2 separate regions of the Zea mays genome follow, and region 1 is linked to region 2. The links are chromatin contacts, called in public Hi-C maps. All regions are on one chromosome and are shown on one strand. Each heading gives the region's core, a stretch centred on a gene start, on an enhancer-like site or on the middle of the called end of the contact. The rest is flanking DNA. Distances are from core to core; before and after follow the strand shown.

Region 1 (3,490 bases), core at 272-2,771, 150 kb before region 2:
CTACTAATAACGTACTAGTAAGCAATCCTTTCCTGGCCTGAAGCTGAATGATTAGTAGATGTTGGCAAAGCAGAGCTGTCGGATAAAGACTCTTGTTGTTGCCTGATATCATAAGTCCACGTACACATACTGCATGCATATGGGTATCATTCTGGCTTGTTTTTCTACCGGTCTGGTGCACGGCGGCCGGTGCTGTGTATTCGCAGGAAGGCAGTGACCAGTGGACAGAGAGCGTGTAATGTGTTCCTAGTTCCTTTATGCACAGCGCCACACCACAACCTCACAGTCTCTCTCACACACACACCTGCACGGAGTGCCGTAGTTATGAATAGTGTACCGGATATTGACCACTGCGCAGATCCGGTGGTGCCGCCGAATGCACGGGTCTCGAGGAGGGGCGGCACATGCCCGGCGCGTGAGGACTGAGGAACGGACAGAAGTAATAAAGTGCTGTGCGCTTGTGCCCAGTGGATCACGGCGCATCCACTAATTTAATACTACTATTTTGACAGCAGTGACGATCCCAGATTTTGCATCTGGGTGATGGTGGAAGAGAGAAGGCCTCCTCGGTTCAACCCGTTTACCCGTGGGGCAAGGCAATATGGCATGGTGCTGCCTGCTGGAGTTCTAAAATAAAAAAAATAGCGTGGGGGGAAAAGTACGAGTAGGGGCAGTGGGGTGCGAAGCGGGCGAGGCGAGGCCCTGTTGACGTGTGTGCAAGTACAATACCACCGTCCATCCAGTGAGACTTGGGGGGCCGGCCACCTTTGTGGCTTCGTCACAAGGAAAAAAGCACCACCGCACTAGATTGACATATTGTACTAGCACTCTACTAGTAGTAATAATAAGCTATAAGCACACCAAAATATAAATTTTTTTAAAAAAACTCAAGAGGGCGTGGAAAAGCAAAGAAAGGGCCGGCCCATCCGCCGCCACCGCCGCAGGACAGACCCCACCGATTCCCTCCACCACTGTACTCCATCCGATCCGACGCTGCAGCGCATCAGCACGGGAGAGGGAGGGGCCAAGCATCGGCCCATTGATGACGATTAAACAATTTCTCTCAGCACTAGTACTACAATCATACGGTACGAGTTTGGTCAGCTGCATGACCAACACGCTTGCCTGCCTGCCTGCCTTTCTTTAACCACCAATCCAGACGTCTAATCGCTCGTGATCACCAAGCTAAACGCGCACATCGACGCAATTAAGGCGCCCGTGACGTTGCTGTTCGGTCGCTGCCTGCGACACGGCAACAGCGTAGCCGACGGTAGCCGCGGCCTCCCACTCCGTCCCCGCCCCAGTACAGTACAGTACCCGTTGCGGTGGTCGGTCTCCGTCCGCGTCTACGCCTGCTTCGGCCGGACAGGCTACCCGACACACACGAGGAGGAGCCGGCCGGGCTCAAGCTCAACCGCGCGCCATCATTGCTGCGCGCCCGGCCTCTCCTTCCTCCCCGGTTCCTTCCCTTGCCACACGCGTGCGTGCGTGCGCGCGCGCGGGCGCACAAATAATCACGAGGACCCCGCGAGGCCGCGCCACCATTATTCCACTTGCCTGACTCCTCTCCCTCCCTCTCTCTCTCTCTATCTCTCATTTCCTCACGCACGTCTCGCAACTGCCGCGGCACACCGCGCCGCTTCTTCTCCTCCTCCTCCTCCTCCTCCTTCCGAGCCGAGAGAAAGGCTGCTGCCAGAGGGACGAGGACGAGCGAGGATCCTTCCGAGCGATGGAGCAGTACGAGGTGGTGGAGCAGATCGGCCGGGGCGCCTACGGCTCCGCCTACCTCGTCCTCCACAAGGCCGAGCGCAAGAGGTGACGATTTCCCCCCTTTTTTCGCTGGTCGTCGCCGACTCCCTCCTGCTCTGCTTTCTCGACGCGTGCTCTGCTCCGGTTCCTGACCCCTCCCTGTCTGTTGCTTTGCTTGCCACCGCCGCGGCGCCGGCGCAGGTACGTCATGAAGAAGATCCGCCTCTCCAAGCAGAACGACAAGTTCCAGCGGACCGCTTACCAGGAGGTAACATAACCGTCACCCAGCCTAAACCCTTCTCCGATTCGTTCACCCATGACCCACCCCACTCCAGCACCGAGCAGAGTCGTTCCACATGCCTCGCCGGGCCTTGCCCATGTGGCCTACATCTGCATATGCACCCAGCATGAGGTGCGGCCGCGGCCGCGACCGCTGCAGCCGCTGCAGCAACAAGGAAATAAAATGAAAATGGTTGATCCATGGGGGGCATCCGGGCATGGACCCAAAAAAAGAAAGAAAACTCGGTGTTTACTTCGGCTCCGCATCCGATTTATTCTTCGCCGTTTTTTATGGCTTCCTGTTGCGTGAGAAGAAGCAAGTGACAACGGGTGCATGCTCTTGCTTGCCGCCGCAGATGTCCCTGATGGCAAGCCTCAGCAACCCGTACATCGTCGAGTACAAGGACGGATGGGTGGACGAGGTACAGACATCCCCCCCCTCCCCGTGCGAAATTCAATTCGCCCAATCCTAATCGGCCCCTAATAGTGCCCCCATTCCCGCACGTTGCCTCGTCGATTGCGAACTCAAATTGGATTTATTCGGTGGTTGTAGGGGACCTCCGTCTGCATCGTCACAAGCTACTGCGAAGGAGGGGACATGTAAGCTACCAACACCACCCAACTTCTGTTTTCTTTTCCTTTTTTTAAATAACTTCTCTGTGCTGGCAAAAAAGAAATCAATTCAGTTTTTATAACTGCATAATGTCATGGATCATTCGCAATGGAACCGCAGGGCCGAGAGGATCAAGAAGGCAAGGGGCATCCTATTCTCAGAAGAGGTAACAAACGTGAACATAAAAGTAAATGAAATCGTACTAGAGTGCAGTAGTGATTACTGATTAGTTACAGCTGCACACAAAAGCAGTAGAAACTGGTTCGATGCTAAACTCCTTACATCTGCCTTGGCATTTCTTTGATGCCAGAGGGTGTGTCGGTGGTTCACGCAATTGCTCCTCGCCCTCGACTACCTGCACTGCAACCGTGTGCTCCACCGTGATCTCAAGGTACAAACAAATTCGCCTGCTCCCACTAGTTCATGGGGCTGTTTCGTCAGGTACCAGTGCCCCCTTAACATTAATTCCTCGTGTCCTGCAGTGTTCCAACATTTTATTGACAAGGGATAACAATATCAGACTCGGTAAGATGTGAAGTGCTGAATCACTGAACTGTCTTTGTCAGACAATGAGTATCTTGACACGAATGAATAATAATTCACCATTTCTTTGACAGCTGACTTTGGGCTGGCAAAACTGCTCATGGAGGACCTTGCCTCATCGGTAGGAATAGGATCCACACTTTTCGTTGGAGCATTTTTAATGTAAATCAGTATATAATAATACAGGCAAAAAACACATTTCCGGGTTGGAATTAGGAAACTGGACACAACTCTTCCACTAGTCATGTTTTCCCACACCGAATCACGGCACGATGTTATCACCAGTATGTCTGTATGACATTTGAT
Region 2 (3,583 bases), core at 193-2,692:
TGTCAGGGGAGCTAATGGTCCCAAGAATCCGATAAGCAAAATCACTGGAATCAGGAAATAGACCGGAGAACCCGCCCTTAGCAACGATTACTGGAGCCTTGCCTGGAACAATGAGATGATTGTTACTGTTAGGGTCATGAGGATGAACAAAAGTACTGGAATAACCCTGAGCGCTACGGCAGAAACTACAAAACCAAAATTACCGGACGGACATAAAACTGGTAAACACGCATGACCATGTGAAATTATCACCGTTAGTTCAAAGCACCACCCCCATCGAACTGATCCACTCCCATCCCATTCTCAAAACAAGCAATTCCCATGTGCCAAAGCAGAGAATAGTAGACGCCAGCTGCTAATGATTTACGAGTGCATCTCACTAAGGAAGTGGTTATGCGTAGTCTTGTACTTGGGCGCACGGTGATGTAAACAGTGAACTAATATGAAAGATGTTGCTATTGCATCCCAACCAAAATGCCACTTGGCTGGAAAGGCTGCCGTGCTTTTTTTTAGCGAAATGCTAAAAGGTAAGCATCATGGCTGGCCCCAAGCTTCCAATCAGAAATTTACAGGGTGTTTGGTTTGATAAATAAGCTAGTCCATCGTCTTAGTCTCCCAAACGGTGCTAAAGACCAGCAAAACTATTTTGCTGCAGAAGCCCTAAAGAAACCATTTTGCTGCAGAAAAAACACAGAAATAAATGCGCAGCCAGTTCATGCTTATCCTGAAGATCCAGGCCAAGCTGTAGGACAGAACCAAAATTGCAATTTGCAGGCGAGAAGGCTGATCTTTAAGCGAAGAGTGGCAGCAAAATCGACCAGATCAGACCACACACACACACGCACACACATGAACTTTTCAAGAAACGAAGTGAGGGCGCAGCGAATCGAGTTTTACCGCTCAGGGTCTTCCATGTGGAGCCCTTCTGGGCGGCCGCGGAGCCGAGCGAGAGCAGCAGCAGGAGGAGCAGCTGGGCGGAACCGAGAAGGGAGCAGGCGCGGCTGCTCCTCCCCATTGCGGGCTGCCGCCACCCAAGCGACAACCGCGGCGGCGTAGACAGACGCAGCTCGAGGAGCTGGAGCTCCAAGAACGCCACCTGGGAGGAGGGGAGCAGAGGAAGATGTGGCGAGAATGAGGTGAGGAGACGAGGCAGGGAGGGAGAGCAATGCGCGTCCGGCGGCCGCGTTGGCGCTGGATTTTTAAGACCGAGAGAGAGGAGAACTGGAGACGAGGGCGATATGATGCGATGCTGCTGCTGAAGTGCTGAGCTGTGTACAGGAGGAGAAGGTGGTCAGGGCCTCAGGGGGAGGGGAAGGTGGTCAGAGAGATGCTCCGAATTGGTCTAATTTCCAAACTTTTCCAAGGAGAGAAAAAAAAGAAATAATTAGTTCCATTCGTTTTTCCTTTTCTTCGGTGAAAATGTTCACTCTCTCTATTGTTTTGATTTTATTACTTCCAGTGACGTTTTCTCGATGACTTTGTGATGTGCACGAGCCGAAAAAACGTGAGGGTGTTTGTTAGTTCTTCATATAGTAGTCCAGGCTCTTTACGAAATCTTCGATTCGCCGCTAGTCTTAACTGCATTTATGATTTTGGATTGTGTCATATAGTATCTTTCTTAGTTGTCTGTTTTAATTGGAAAACCGAAGCGAAATATCTAAGTTGTACATGTCTTAATACAATTTGTAAAGTATGAAAGCGTATATTATGAAAGCGTATACTCCGGGAGTTTATGGAGTTAGTTTTGTTGAAATATATAAGGTCAGCTTAAGCTTATGGTCGAATATGCAAGTTAATAGATGTTGAGTTTGTGATACAAATTTTGAAGAAGGCGGCCAAGTTGGCGAGAGAAGCGGAGGCCCGTCGCCAGGAGGCTTGGGCCGGAGCGCAGCGATCTTTGTAAGCCGCAAGAGATAATTATCTCAATTGTAAATCTCCTGCGATCTGTAACCACCCGAAAATAGTGAGAAGTTGTCTGCCGGCGCCCGTGGTTTTTCCCCTTCACTTTAGAGGGGTTTTCCATGTTTAAATCCGTGTCTTTTCTGATTGATCCTCTTTGTGTCGTATTAATTTGTAACAATAGAATTTTTTTTTAAAAAAAAAGAGTTCACTGAGCCCGAGACGAGTATGTCCATAAGTTCGTAGAGGCTAATGTTTTGCCAAACAAGTGATATTTTTAGTTTAAAAAACTCCAAAGATGTTTGTATGCTCTAGCGTACCACTGCCTCCACCAAATAAAAAACCCACAACGAAAGCTGTCTCTGGAAGCTAAACAATCTTTATTAATTCGATTAAAGATATTGCCTAAATCCGGATCTTCCATTAGATTATCGTAAAGATATACTACTATGTTCTACAGTTAATGTAGTGATTATTGCACATCATAAATATCAATATATTTATCATATTTAACTGAAAATATATTGTCTTGACTTGAAAGGGAAAAAAAACGAAACCTTCCACCCCTGCACGGATGGAGTAAAGGCAAACCAGTAAAAACAAACAGCTCCTCCTCCGCGTGGGAGAAATGATGCGAGGCCGGCTTGATCGAGGGGAGATTGAGGGACCCCCTTTTCCACATCTCTGTATGGTGGTTGTACGAGGGCAATAAAAGAGTGCATGTGTTTTTTTTTTGGACTGGATCGTAATCATGATAGCTCATCATAGGCTGGGCTGCGCGGTGCGCTGTGGCTGGCTGGCTGGCCGCCTGGCGGTGGTAGTGTAGCGGTAGCCGTGTCCGTGTGCGTGGTGGAGTGGAGAGGGGAGGGGCTGTGGTGCAGCACCAAGGAAAAGCATGAGATGCTAGCGGTGCTTCTCGGCGTGCTTGCACGGGAGCTGCCTGGCTGCACATAGGGCACCGTGTCTACTCGCTCGTCAACCGACGGTTTAACTAATCACGGTGCCTAGATTTTAACTAATAAATAATTTGACTGTGTTCTACCTCGGAACCCGGTCGTCCAAGTTACTGTAGTACTCCTAACTAACTACTACTACTACTAGTGGGCCCCTGCCACATGACAAATGCGCATCGTGTCCGTGTGCCCCCTGCCCTACCACTACAAGAGGGTAGGTAGGATAGGAAGGTAAGCCAGCAACTTCCCGTTCTTTCCTAGCTAGTAGCTAGCGCGACAGGCTATCGGGTTACAAATGTACTGCGTCGGCCTTTCGGGTAATTTTGCCACATGACCAGACCTTCTGTTTCTGTGAGGGCATATCAGTTCAGTGCGATCAAACAGCTTATTTCCAGACGTGTTTTGGTTACGATGGTGGATATCCATAAAGTCTTTTTTTGCAGCTGGTGCTTCTTCAATATTGTATTGTAAAGAAGCGCAAGGCTGAGTCCAGTGCACAGCCTCTCTCTCGCCCCTGCCACGTCAGCTCTCGCCTCCACTCTCGCCTCTGCTGCTCTAGTGCACAGGCTGTAGCAGGCTATAGCCTCAGCCCATAGCCACATCAGCTTTTCTATTTCAGGATTAAATAATTCACACAGATTTGTTTCAACGCTTACAAATCACACAACATAATATTTTTTATTGAATTTAAAATTACAAAGTGTATAATAATTAAAAGAAAAGTACATGAC

Evidence for each region. Hi-C and Micro-C count contacts between places; a contact is called where the count stands out from the background.
Region 1: a Hi-C map of leaf shows a contact between it and region 2, with 4 times the contacts expected there. The contact joins the promoter of LOC100285649 here to the promoter of LOC103627358 in region 2. A contact is called at or near these places in 9 of 25 Hi-C or Micro-C datasets (bundle sheath, ear, endosperm and 3 more).

What each region holds. Positions count from the first base shown.
Region 1 is chr5:182,676,642-182,680,131 of Zm-B73-REFERENCE-NAM-5.0, reverse strand. LOC100285649 (serine/threonine-protein kinase Nek4) reads left to right here and starts at 1,521. Exons shown (of 13, transcript NM_001158540.2): 1 at 1,521-1,815; 2 at 1,951-2,017; 3 at 2,385-2,450; 4 at 2,582-2,628; 5 at 2,762-2,807; 6 at 2,952-3,032; 7 at 3,124-3,166; 8 at 3,259-3,305. The coding sequence starts at 1,730.
Region 2 is chr5:182,530,651-182,534,233 of Zm-B73-REFERENCE-NAM-5.0, reverse strand. It overlaps LOC103627358 (glycerophosphodiester phosphodiesterase GDPDL3), which reads right to left and starts at 1,442. Exons shown (of 9, transcript XM_008647656.3): 1 at 898-1,442; 2 at 1-102. The coding sequence starts at 1,015.